Regions from separate parts of the Macaca mulatta genome. Here region 2 is linked to region 1. The links are chromatin contacts, called in public Hi-C maps. All regions are on one chromosome and are shown on one strand. Each heading gives the region's core, a stretch centred on a gene start, on an enhancer-like site or on the middle of the called end of the contact. The rest is flanking DNA. Distances are from core to core; before and after follow the strand shown. Region 1 holds the start of RNF43 (ring finger protein 43). Region 2 holds the start of SUPT4H1 (SPT4 homolog, DSIF elongation factor subunit).

The links. Hi-C and Micro-C count contacts between places; a contact is called where the count stands out from the background.
Region 2: a contact with region 1 is called in a Hi-C map of cortical neurons, with 2.6 times the contacts expected there. The contact joins the promoter of SUPT4H1 here to the promoter of RNF43 in region 1. A contact is called at or near these places in 3 of 14 Hi-C or Micro-C datasets (blood, cortical neurons and liver).

The regions. Positions count from the first base shown.
Region 1 is chr16:51,564,015-51,570,645 of T2T-MMU8v2.0, forward strand. It overlaps RNF43 (ring finger protein 43), which reads left to right and starts at 3,784. Exons shown (of 10, transcript XM_077970954.1): 1 at 3,784-3,808; 2 at 4,306-4,487. LOC106993976 (a long non-coding RNA gene) reads right to left here. Exons shown (of 6, transcript XR_013406447.1): 4 at 5,695-6,034; 5 at 4,330-4,423; 6 at 2,786-4,156.
Region 2 is chr16:51,633,209-51,640,007 of T2T-MMU8v2.0, forward strand. SUPT4H1 (SPT4 homolog, DSIF elongation factor subunit) reads left to right here and starts at 2,470. Exons shown (of 5, transcript NM_001260659.1): 1 at 2,470-2,592; 2 at 3,150-3,256. The coding sequence starts at 2,524. All of the region lies in intron 1 of LOC106993976 (a long non-coding RNA gene), which reads right to left. RNF43 (ring finger protein 43) reads left to right here. Exons shown (of 10, transcript XM_077970954.1): 10 at 1-958.

The DNA.
Region 1 (6,631 bases), core at 2,534-5,033:
TAGTACCTCAGTATTTCAGTACCTTAAGCACTGATAAATTTCACTCAGTCAACAATAAAGTGAGTGTTCCAACTAGACTTGTTGTCTTGCCTGTTCTTACTGTTTGATTGGTGATTAATAGAAAACTCAGTCATTATGACAGTTAATAGCATAATTCAAATGAGATTGTACTTTGTTTTTCAAATAATCTGAATTTTAAAAGTTTTTTTTTTTTTTTCCATTTAAATAGCAATGGAATTGTTTAAATGCCATTAAGGATAAGGACAATTCTTAGACATGTTTTACAGAAACCTACATTTTTGGAAAAGGATGAATGATCTTTAATAAATTTAATCAATCCAGAGGTGAAAGTAGACCCTGAAGGATGATCTGTCTCATGTATAAGATTAGCTAGTAGATGTCATTGAGACTTAGGCATTTCATTACAATAGTGATGGCATCTTTATGACATGTCTAGGAAAATGTTGTAGTATATCAAACCCAGAGGGTAACTCCAAAACTTTGAAGCTGAAGAGTAATTGCTCTTGCAATTCTGGTGACCTAAAACAGTGAACTAAACTACATAGAACTGTTTGGTTTGATTCTGAGTTTCTCCAGGTCTCCAGGTTCATGATGCATATCATCATCATTTCCAAATCTCAGAGTTTCCTCAAGAGAGGGCAACCACATTTGTATCTGTCTTCTTTCTGTCAATTAAGTGTGTGTGTTAATTACTAGGGCTAGGTCTCTTCATTCCTTTGCACATTTTAAGCAGGAATAGATGAGGCAAAGCCCATTTGTAGGTTTTTTTTTTTTGTTTAGTTTAACTTTAAAGGTATTTTTGCATATATCATGTATAACAATGTATATGTTGCATTATTTATGCTATACAATTACATGGCATACACAGAATAAAATCGTAAACCATGACAGATTTCAAAAAATTATCTCCAGCAGAATTAGAACTCTTCCTATCTTTTAGGAAAGGAGCCACAAAGGGTTTATATAGTTGGCCTTCCATATCAGTGGGTTCCACATCCATGGTTTCAGTTAACCTCAGATTGAAAAAGTTTGGGAAAAAAGATTCCAAAAGTTCCGAAAAGCAAAACTTGAATATGCCACAGGCCATACACTTTAAATCCATGAGAATTAAGGAATGTATAAGCATTGTTTTAGGTATTACAAGTAATCCAGAGATGATTTAAAGTATACAGGAGGATGTGCATAGGTAACATGCAAATACTAAGCCATTTTAATAAAGGCCATGAGCATCCTTGGATTTTGGTACTCACTGGGTACTAGAACCAGTCTTCCATGGATACCAAGGGATTACTGTAGTACCTGCATTCTATTCCTTTTTTTTTTTTTTTTTTTTTTTTTTGAGGCAAAGTCTTGCTCTGTCGCCCAGACTGGAGTGCAGTGGCACCATCTCAGCTCATTGCAACCTCCACCTCCCAGGTTCAAGAGAATCTCCCACCTCAGCATCCCAAGTAGCTGGGATTATAGGGGCATGCCACTGATGCCCGGCTAATTTTTTGTATTTTTAGTAGAGATGGGGTTTCGTCATGTTGGCCAGGCTGGTCTCGAACTCTCAAGTGATTCACCCACCTCGGCCTCCCAAAGTACTGGGATTACAGGCGTGAGCCACCATGCCCAGCCAGCTGTACCTGCATTATATTCTTAAAGTCCAAACAAGACAGAAAAAGTGCTACATTAAGAATTTATTTTAGGCCTGGCATGGTGGGTCATGCCTGTAATCCCAGCACTTTAGGAGGCCTAGATGGGAGGATTGCTAGGGCCCTGGAGTTCAAGTTCAACCTGGGCAACATAGGGAGACTCCATCCCTACAAAAACGTTCGTTTTATTTTATTTTATTTTATTTTATTTTATTTTATTTATTTATTTATTTATTGAGATGGAGTTTCGCTCTTGTTGCCCAGGCTGGAGTGCAATGGCACAATCTCAGCTCACCGCAACCTCTACCTCCCAGGTTCAAGCAATTCTCCTGCCTCAGCTTCCCAAGTAACTGGAATTACAGGCATGCGCCACCATGCCAGGCTAATTTTTTTTTTTTATTTTTCGGGTTTCTCCATGTTGGTCAGGCTGGTCTCAAATTCCCGACCTCAGGTGATCCCCAAACTCGGCCTCCCAAAGTGCTGGGATTATAGGCGTGAGTCACCATTCCTGGCCCAACAAAAAATTTTTTAAAATTTGCAGGGTGTTGGCTGGGCATGGTGGATCACGCCTGTAATCCCAGCACTTTGGGAGGCTGAGGTGAGTGGATCACAAGGTCAGAAGATCAAGACCATCCTGGCTAACACGGTGAAACACCGTCTCTACTAAAAATACAAAAAATCAGCTGGGCGTGGTGGCAGGCGCCTGCAGTCCCAGCTACTTGGGAGGCTGAGGCAGGAGAATGGTGTGAACCCGGGAGGCGGAGCTTGCAGTGAGCCAAGATAGCGCTACTGCACTCCAGCCTGGGCAAAAGAGCAAGACTCTGTCTCAAAAAAAAAAAAAAAAGAAGAAACAGTTTGCAGGGTGTGGTGGCACGCACCTGTGGTCCCAGCTACTCTGGAGGCTGAGGTGGGAAGCCATGAAGGTCAAGGCTGCAGTGAGCCATGATGGCACAACTGTGCTCCAGCGTGGGTGACATAAGACCCTGTTTCAAACAACAAAAATAAACAAAAAAATTATTTTCAAATTTGTCTTTGATCTTGGTTAGTTATTAGGTCTGAAATTCTGAAACTACTCTCATAAACCTTATCTACAGGGAAAACAATGTTGAAGGTCAGTAGACTACTCATCCTTTTTGCTTTCAGAGGCATTATGTCATTTAATCTTTACAACAGACCTATCGTAATTATTATCATCGGCATTTTACAGATGATCAGAGATTCATTTGTACATGAGGTAAGAAACACGTAAAATTTACTACCATAACCATTTTTAAGTGTACAGTTCACTAGATTTAACTATATCCACATTGTTGTTCATTTGTATAATTTTGAAAGTTTATGGCAGCAGTTCAGAAATAAAATGTCTCACCACGTCAAATATAATCTGGTAATTTGAAACTTCAAATGTTATAAATGTATTAGAAACTGTTGTATTATTTCTAGTGGCAAGGTAGTAATAAGGATTGTAGTTCATGAATGTGGTAATTAGCCACAAATTCATTTTCTTTTTGCCTATGCTTTTCTCATTAATCATATTTTACCCTTTTGCTTGTATTTATGACATGGACTTATTTGGAGTCTTACATTGAAGGCATAGGTCTGATCCATAGTATTATTTCACCTCTCAAAGATTGAAAAGAATGTAACAGTTGGATTCCAGACCTCTGATATGACCCTGATTTGAAAGTTCCATATAGGCACAGTTTAGACAGAGCTACTGAATTTAAATTAGTAAGAGCTGAAGAAAAGCTAAGCATAAAATGGACAGAGCCCTTCCCAGGGTAGCAGACATAAGTAGCAGTAAATCAGTAAGTACTAAAGCACAGGATCACTTCATTCTGGCTTTCTGCCATTTATAGACACTCAAACTTGGAATGAGCAGAAATCCTTTTGAATTTATATTTGCAAAACCTTGTGTCCATTCTTTTCTGGATTACCTTTATTTTTTTCTGTTTATTTCCTCATACCATCATCTATGCTCTGTTGGGTGCAGAGTCTGCTTAGATATGTTTGAGTGGCCCTGATTTGCATGTGGTAGCTTGCGTACCAGAGAGAGGTACTGGGGATCAAATTGGATGCAGTTTAGCTGTGGCTCAATAGAGGGAGTAGAGGAGCTGAGGGAGGGGAGAGAGCAAAAGAACATGTCTGGTTAAGTAAGTGTTGTGTGTGCGCACCAGGAGGAGGGGGGCAGGGTGGGGGGTGGTTGCCTCTAGCAGCTCCACCCTCACTTTGTCAGCAGGTAGAGAGCGTGATTGCTGTCCCAGGGGAGGGAGTCAGAGCTAGAACACCAATTACAAACCACAGGCTTCCTGCTCTAGGGAGTTGATCCAGAATTGTCTTTCTGAAAGGAAGCACTCGAATCCTTCCGAACTTTCCAAGTCCATCCATGATTCAGAGATACTGCCTTCTCTCTCTGGGATTTTCTGTGTTTCTGATAGTGAATTGTTGATGTATTTGCTACTTTGCTCCTTTTCTCTTTCAAGACTTGGTCATTTTATATGCTGTTTGGAGAAAAAAAGAACTTTTATTAGAAAGGAGGTTTCAGAAATGATTTTGGATTTTCTGTAAGTGTTTAATCTAGTTCTTGGGGACAGCATCTCTCATCCTGGAGTAAATTTCTGCCTTTGACCTGCATGGATTATTTTTTCAGGCTGCGGAATTTCTCGGCACCTACCTGTAGTATGGGGCACTTTGTTTGGTTGCAGAGTAAGAAGGTGGAAGAATGAGCTGTACTTGGTTAAGCAGTTGAAACCTTTTTTGAGCAGGATCTGTAAAAGCATAATTGAATTTGTTTCACCCCCGTGGATTCCAGTGGGCCCGACAGCGCAACAGGTTTGCAGATTTCTTTTGAAATTCTTTTTTTCTCCCCTCCCTCTGCCTCAGCAAAAGAAACGAATCTATATAACAGGTTCATGTTGTTCAATTGCTTGGCTTTTCAGCACTTGTTCTGAAGACTTTATAATATTTTTAAACTTGACCTTGGAACACAGAGGGCTTTGTGGGTGAAGTGTATTTCTATTTACTTAAGGGTGCACATTTTAAAAATCTTATTCTGTGTTTGTACAAAGACCCAAATTTTCATAGTGCCTGGAAATAGCACAGATTTATTCTACTCAAGCTTATTTGTATTTTTTCAGGGTATTCTACCTAGAGCCTGTGGTTAATCGCCTCCCTGCTCTCCCTACCTTTTATTCCCCACCCCCTCAAGGAAAACATGTTAGGAATAGTCCTTTGTTTTTCTTATGAACCTAGAAAATTACAGATCATAAAATCTGGATATTAAAGTAGTTTCCAAAAGCATCTCATGGGAAATCAAAGTGTTCGGCATTTCCGAGCTGGAGAATAAAATCAAGAATCCTTAAGAGAGAAAAGAAAACGGAGATAGAAATATGAATTTTAACTGGAAAAATAATTGGAAAGCTAACCTTTTCAAATACTCTAATTATGAAAGTTGGAAAAGGTTGTGATGCCCAGGATTATCCTGTAATGTGTGAAGATACATAAATTAGCACCTAATTTATAGGCAAATTTTGGTAAAACATAAAAAATTATGGTATGTCTAAGTTCATGAAAAGTATGTAAATGCAGTGGGCCTAGAACCCTGGCTACACCGAAATACAGTTTAATGTGGAAATTTTTCTAATACATGTTGTAGCATCTTTGGACATCAACGTGTGGCCTGAAATTTTTATTGTTCCCTCTTCTCCTCCATTAAAAAAAAAAAAATCTCCTTGTGGTTTTTAGTCATTTACCATTGACACATATTATGGCTTAAAAAGGGCCATCTCTTCCTTTTCTGAGCTGGAGTTCTTCACTCTCACCTTTGATGCATGGCCGTAGCTGTTTACTTTGCCTTGTTTTGTTCATGAACATTGGGTTTAGTGCCTGGCAACTTGATGCATATGGAAGAGCAATGCCAAGTGATCTGACATAATACAAATTCACGATGTGACATTCAATCACGAGCAAAGTTGGAAATTCCAAAGAAAAGTGGTGAGATCTTTACTAGTCACAGTGAAGATGGGAGAAAATGACATACCTGCCGCAGATGTGGGCTGAAAATATCCTCTTCTCTGCCCAATCAGGAATGCCACCTGCTCTTGGGAATAAACTTTAGAGAAAGGAAGGGCCAAAACTACGACTTGGCTTTCTGAAACTGAAGCATAAATGTTCTTTTCCTCCATTTGTCTGGATCTGAGAACCTGCATTTGGTATTAGCTAGTGGAAGCAGTATGTATGGTTGAAGTGCATTGCTGCAGCTGGTAGCATGAGTGGTGGCCACCAGCTGCAGCTGGCTGCCCTCTGGCCCTGGCTGCTGATGGCTACCCTGCAGGCAGGCTTTGGACGCACAGGACTGGTGCTGGCAGCAGCGGTGGAGTCTGAAAGATCAGCAGAACAGAAAGCTATTATCAGAGTGATCCCCTTGAAAATGGACCCCACAGGAAAACTGAATCTCACTTTGGAAGGTGTGTTTGCTGGTGTTGCTGAAATAACTCCAGCAGAAGGAAAATTAATGCAGGCAAGTATAACTTTATTATATTTCACTTTCCATCTGTTTGAAATATGCCTTTCTTCTTTTGTCTCCCAAATGAAATACCATACATGGGCTTCTACTGCTTAGCTTTCTATTTCATAGAAAGAGTAGATACTGCCTTATTGGCATTCTAAAGCAAATTCTTATTTTATACTCTGGAAGAAATACATAAATCCTATATTTTAGAAGATTATCTGCTTATTTTTAACTGGTATTGCATAACTACTTAGATACACATAATACCTTTTTTTAAGTGATATATTCTGGGCTCTAATTTTTGATAGATGAAGTATATGAGCTTGTATTTAATTGACGTGAGGATTGTACTTTACATCCTGTTTAAATTGAAGTAAGCACTAAGAAGGTTGATTTTAATGGTCAGCAGCACCTGAAATTCTGGAATGCCCTTGGAGCATATTTGATTACTGTGTCACTTTTAAAA
Region 2 (6,799 bases), core at 1,220-3,719, 68 kb after region 1:
ATGGGTAGCCAGGTGTTACAAAGGTGCTGCTCCTTCCCCGAACCCTACTTGGTCTCCCTCACCCCAGGCCTCATGTTCATACCAGCCAGTGGGTTCAGCAGAACTCATGACACCTTATCACCTCCCTCCTCGGGTGAACTCTGCACACCAGCTTTGGCCCCTCCACAGTAAGGCTGCTACATCATGGGCAACCCTGGTTCTATCATTTTCCTTTTTGCCAAAAGGACCAGGACCATAGGTGAGCCCTGAGCACTAAAAGGAGGGGTCCCTGAAACTTTCCCACTATAGTGTGGAGTTCTATCCCTGAGGTGGGTACAGCAGCCTTGGTTCCTCTGGGGGTTGAGAGTAAGAACAGTTGGGAGGGGAAAACTCCTCCTTGAAGATTTCCTGTCTCAGAGTCCCAGAGCAGGTGGAAAGGAGAAATTTCTGCTGGACTTCCTCTGGGCAGAGGAAGGATGGAATGAAGGTAGAAAAGGCAGAATTACACCTGAGCGGGGACAACAAAGAGTTCTTCTCTGGGAGAAGTTTTGTCTCAGAGCAAGGATGGAGAATGGGGACAACAAAGGAAAAGTAAAGTATGACCCTTGGGTTTGGACAGCCTAGAGGCCCAGCTCCCCAGTATAAGCCATATAGGCCAGGGACCCACAGGAGAGTGGATTAGAGCACAAGTCTGGCCTAGGCCACTTACAGAGTGGACAAGAGCTGAGGGGCCTCCTCAGGGTGACATTCACCCCAGGGCAGCCTGACCACTGTTGGACCCTCAGGCATTATCCCATTTGGAATGTGAATATGGGGGCAAAGTGGGCACAGGACCCCACCTGGGAACCTTCTTCCCTCAGTTAGTGGGGAGACTAGCACCTAGGCACCCACATGGGTATTTATATCTGAACCAGACAGACGCTTGAATCAGGCACTATGTTGAGAAATGTATTTATTTGCTAATATATTTATCCACAAATGTGGTCTGGTCTTGTGGTTTTCTTCTGTCATGACTGTCACTCAGGGTAACAACTTCATCTCTTTCTACATCAAGAGAAATAAATTATTTCTGTTATGAGAGGCTAGGCTCCGATTTATGAAAGGATAGGGTAGAGTAGAGGGCTTGGCAATAAGAACTGGTTTGTAAGCCCCTAAAAGTGTGACTTAGTGAGATCAGGGAAGGAGAAAGCATGACTTGATTCTCACTGTGATTCAGTCATAATTATACTGTTCACTTCACACATTATGATGCTTCAGTGACTTAGACCTTGGGCAAATACTCTGTGCCTCGCTTTTTCAGTCCATAAAATGGGCCTACTTCATGGTTGTTGCAGGACTTACATGAGATAATCGAGTATAGAAAACATGTTCCAAAGTGTAAAGTTTTATTCAGTGATAGAAAACATCCAAACCTGTCACAGAGCCCATCTGAACACAGCATGGGACCGGCAACAAGAAGCAAGCCTGCCCGGAAGCAGCTCAGTTTCAATCAGGAGGCTGGGCTGGAAGGATAGAACAGCGGGGCCTAAAACTATTTATATCCCAAAGCTCCTCTCAGATAAACACAAATGACTGCGTTCTGCCTGCACTCGGGCTATGGCGAGGACAGAGAGAGCTGGTGCTCTGCTGGCATGAAGTCCCCAGGGCCAGAAGGGGCCTCTGTCGCTTCCTCACACGGCACAAGTTCCCGTTCTGCTTCCCCGAGAAAGGTTTGGTAGGGGTGGTGGTTTGGTGCCTGTAGAACAAGGCATTTCGCTTCCTATACGGTGAAATGAAAGGGAAAAAAAGGACACCTAATCTCCTACAAATGTTCTTTAGTAAAGGAACCGTGTCTAAGTGCTAAGAACTGCGCAAAGTATAAATTATCAGCCGGAACGAGCAAACAGACGGAGTTTTAAAAGATAAATACGCATGTTTTCCGCCGTAGCTCGCAGGCCAGCATTCCTGTGGGAAGCAAGTGGAAACCCTATAGGGCTCTGGCAGTTAGGAAGGAGGGGTGGGGCTGTCCCTGGATTTGTTACGGGTCTCTGCAGAGATAATCCAGAGGGAGACAGTGGATTCACTGCTCCCAGTGCTTCTAAAACGGGAAGACAAAACAAAACAAAACAAAACAAAAAACTTCGGGTTACCATCGGGAACGGGACCAGCGCCGCAGTGCCAGCAGCCCAGATCAAACGGCCCGCGTCGCGTCGCTGAGGCTCAAGCCGACGAACTCCCGCGCAAGCGCAGCCACCCACCCCGCCCCGCCCCGCCCCTCGGGGGCCCGCTAACTACCCTACACAGCCTCCGCCGCGCCCTTGGCGGCCTCAGGTGGCGGGGACGCGCCCCAGCCCAGGTGGCGGCCAACCGCCCCGCCTCCCCGCCTGCCGGTGGGAGAAACCATCTCCTCTGGCGGGGGTAGGGGCGGAGCAGGCGCCCGCCCACACCGGAAGAGGAAGTCTGAGCGCCAGAAGTGGCGGGCATTCTGGGTAACGAGCTATTTACTTCCTGCGGGTGCGCAGCCTGTGGCAGTGTATCTCACTGTTGCTCTTCCCATCGGAGAAGATGGCCCTGGAGACAGTGCCGAAGGACCTGCGGCATCTGCGGGCCTGTTTGCTGTGTTCGCTGGTCAAGGTGTCAGTCGGGGACTTGGTTGTAGGGACCATGGGGGACCAAGGTCGGGGAAAGAGGGCGGAACCGGGCTGTGGGACAGTAAAGTGAAAAGTAAGGCCCAGGACTCAGAGGTGGCAGGGGGAGTGAGAAGCCGAAGGAGGCCATCGTTTACCTCGTAGGATCGCGGGCAGGTCTTGCAGCTGAGGGCACGGGGGGGTCTTACATGCCTTTGAATCCTCAGCTCTTAGACATTTGGTGAACTTACGTTGGAGCCGAAAGACGCTGGGAGTCAGAGGCGGGTGGGGATTCGCAGCTGAGTGAGTAGTCGGAAAGGGTGCCTGACCGTGAGCAGAGTAGAGAAAGGAATAGATAAAACGGAATTGGGAACAAGAGAGGACGGAGTGGGAGGGTGGGACTTAGGAATGGAGCTTTGAAAGTAGTAGGTGGGGAACCTTGGGAGACAAAGTCAACATAGGGAAACAAGAAACTGAGCAGGTCGAAGTATTGAGAAAGCTACTTTGTCTCTTGGTCTTGTTCATGCTTATCTCTCCTTTTCCTTTATTTTTCTTCACTCCTAGACTATAGACCAGTTTGAATATGATGGTTGTGACAATTGTGATGCATATCTACAAATGAAGGGTAACCGAGAGATGGTATATGACTGCACCAGCTCTTCCTTTGATGGGTAAGCCGCTTCAGATTCCGTCATTCCCTTCTGCATTACCCAACCCGCACCCAGAGAAGTAAATGCAGGGCAAGTGTTAATCCTAGTTGGTCCCAGCCGTTCGTTTTTGGGGGTTATCTTGTGTGGGGGTTTTTTTTTTTTTTTTTGAGTCAGGGTTTTGCCCTGTGGCTCAGGCTGGAGTACAGTGGCATGATCATGGCTCACTGCAGCGTGGAACGATCCTCCCACTTCAACCTCCCAAAGTGCTGGGATTATAGGTGTAAGCCACTGTGTCCAGCCTCAACAGTTATTTTGAGACATACTAGTGCTAGGCATCTAATACAGTAACCACTAGCCACATGTAGCTACTGAGCACTTGAAATGTGTCTAGTCCAAATTAAGACATGCTTTTAAGTATAAAATACACCCCATATTTCAAAGACTTAACATGAGAAGAAAGAATGTAATCTTAATAATGTTTGTTAAATGCATGAAAATTTCTTTTGAAAATGAAGGGAAGGGAGGTATAGTAATGGTAGATCATTGCCCAAAAGCTGTTGCTTTTTTGGGGGGGGGACAGACTTTTCGCTCCTGTCACTCAGGCTGGAGTGCAAAGACGCAATCTTGGCTCACTGCAACCTCTGCCTCCTGGGTTCAAGCAATTCTCCTGCTTCAGCCTCCTGAGTAGCTGGGATTACAGGCGCCCGCCATCATGCCCAGCTAATTTTTGTATTTTTAGTAGAGATGGAGTTTCACCATGTTGGCCAGACTGATCTCAAACTCCTGATCTCAGGTGATCTGCCCACCTGGGCCTCTCATAGTGCTGGGATTACATGTGTGAGTCACCACGCCCAGCCCATTTTAGTCATTTTACTTATTTATTTATTTGAGATGGAGGCTCGCTCTGTCGCCCAGGCTGGAGTGCAGTGGCACAATCTCAGCTCACTGCAACTCCACCTCTCAGGTTCAAGCAGTTCTCTGCCTCAGCCTCCTGAGTAGCTGGGATTACAGGTGCCTGCCACCACACCCAGCTAATTTTTGTATTTTTAGTAGAGACGGGGTTTCACCATGATGGTCAGACTGGTCTTGAACTCCTGACCTCATGATCCACTCACCTCGGCCTCCCAAAGTGCTGGGATTACAGGAGTGAGCCACTGCACCCGGCTGCATTGGCGTGGTTTCAGCTCACTACAACCTCCACCTCCCAGGTTCAAGCGATTCTCCTGCCTCAGCCTCCTGAGTAGCTGGGATTACAGGCACCCACACCATGCCCAGCTAATTTTTATCCTTTTTCAGTAGGGATGGGGTTTTGCCATGTTGGCCAGGCTGGTCTCGAACTCCTGACCTTAGGTGATTCTCCTGTCTCAGCCTCCCAAAGTGCTGGGATTACAGGCGTGAGCCACTGTGCCCGGCTGCCATTTCTAAATACACATTTCAGTGACATTAGTGCATACTCGTTGTGCAGCCATCACCACCATCCATCTCCAGAACTTTTTTCATCTGTACCCATTAAACACTAGCTCCTCATTCTCTCCTCCCTCTGATCCCTCACAACCGCCATGCTTTGTCTTTATGAATTTGGCCACCTTAGGCACCCTTAGGTACCTATGGGCTCATTCAGTAGCATTTTGTAGCTTCTTTCACTTAGCATAATGTCTTCAAGGTTCATTCATATCATAGCATGCAACAGAATTTCCCTCCTTTTTTTGAGCTGAATAATATTCTCTTGTATGTGTATAGCATGTTCTGTTGCCCATTCATCCATCAGTGATATCTTGGGTTGCTTCTGCCTTTTGGCTATTTGTGAATAATACTGCTGTGAACGTTGGCATATAAATATGTGTTCAGGTCCCTCCTTTTATTATGTTCAGTGCAGATGCTCAACTCAAGTACAGAGTTACAACCTAATAAGCCCATCATAAGTTGAAAATATAAGCCAAAAGTGCATTTAACACACCTAACCTAATGAATATCTTAACTTAGCCTACTTCAAATGTGCTCAAAACGTTTATGTTACAGTGGCTGACCAGAAGCTGTGGCTCACGGCTGCTGCACAGCATCATGACAGAATATTGTACTGAATTGCTAGCCTGGAAAATAACAAAATTTAAAATTTGAAAACGGTTTCTACTGAATGCATGTCACTTTTGCACAATCATAAATTTGAAAAATCATAAGTTGAACTAAGGTAAGTCAGGGATCGTCTGTATATCCACAAGTGAAATTGCTAGATACACGATAATTGAGTGTTTAATTTTTTGAGGAACTGTCATACTGTTTAGCAACTGCACCATTTTCCGTTCCCACCAACAGTGCCCAAAGGTTCTAATTTCTCCCCATCCTTACCAACACTTATTATTTATTAATAATAGCCATCCTAATGGGTGTGACTTTGGTGTCCCATTTCCCCAATGAAGGGTGATGTTGAGCCTCTTACGTGCTTATAGCCATTTGTATATCTTTGGAGAAATGCCTATTCAAGGCCTTTACTCATTTTTGACTTCAGTTTGTTTTTTTGGTTGTTGGGTTGTAGGAATTATTTGTATATTCTAGTGCATATTAGGTCTTAAAGAGTGGGCAAATTGAAGATCGGAGGAGGGCTAGATGACCTCAACCAAAATTGGAAGAGGTAGTACTTTCCTCTTAAAGAAAAGAAGCTTGGGATTTTTGAGGAAGTTGAGGTGAGAGAGAGATAGAACATTCCAAATAAAGGGAGTGACTAGAGCAAAGGCATAGGTTGGGGAAAACCAGGATGTGTTTGGAGAACAGTGGGAATTCTGTTTAGGTTAAATCATATGGTTGGGCTATAGGGACCCTAAGGCTAAAAAGATAGATTGCGAAGGACAGAGAAGAATATACTTGTGGTCAGGAGGATGGCCTGCATCGTGCCTATCTCCCATCAGGCTGCAGGGCTAAGGGCTAGTGTTCTTCTGCTTGTCAGCCCTGGAGGGAGGGTCGGTTCCACTTACAGCGCATGGCTGATAATGTAGGATTTGGATGGGAAGGGAATCTTCTCAAATAAGAATCCAGGAGTGTTACTGAGAGAAGAGGGGAGGCATATTGAGGAGGCAGTCAACAAATGTCAGTGCTTAGACCCAACACAATAGGCAGGCAGTAAGCATTTGATTGAATGCTTTGAATGACAAAAATGCTTATCCATCTTGCTCAAGCAGCATCTTCTAGCCCTTGAATAGCCTTACCATTCTTCTGGAATCACAGCTACCTGGGAAGGACGAGTAGGATAATGAGGAGAGCTAATGCTTATTTAGCACTCTGTGCTAGTCTTTGTGCTAAGGTGTTTTTCATGTATTATCTCAACCTTTGAGTCTCAGCTTACTGATGAGGTTCTGAGAAGGGAACCCCACATGTATAGGTCATTAGAGGGGTCCCTATATGTATAGGTCATTAGAGGAAGAGCTTAGCCAATTTGAACTCATTTCTAGTAGGAGGATCCATTGTTCTGACTCACCCTCCTCTTTGCACTAGGCGCTAGACCCCTTGTAGTTGTGTTAGTTGTAACTATTGGCCCTCTAGTCCTAAAGCCGTCTCATTTTCTAGGGATTC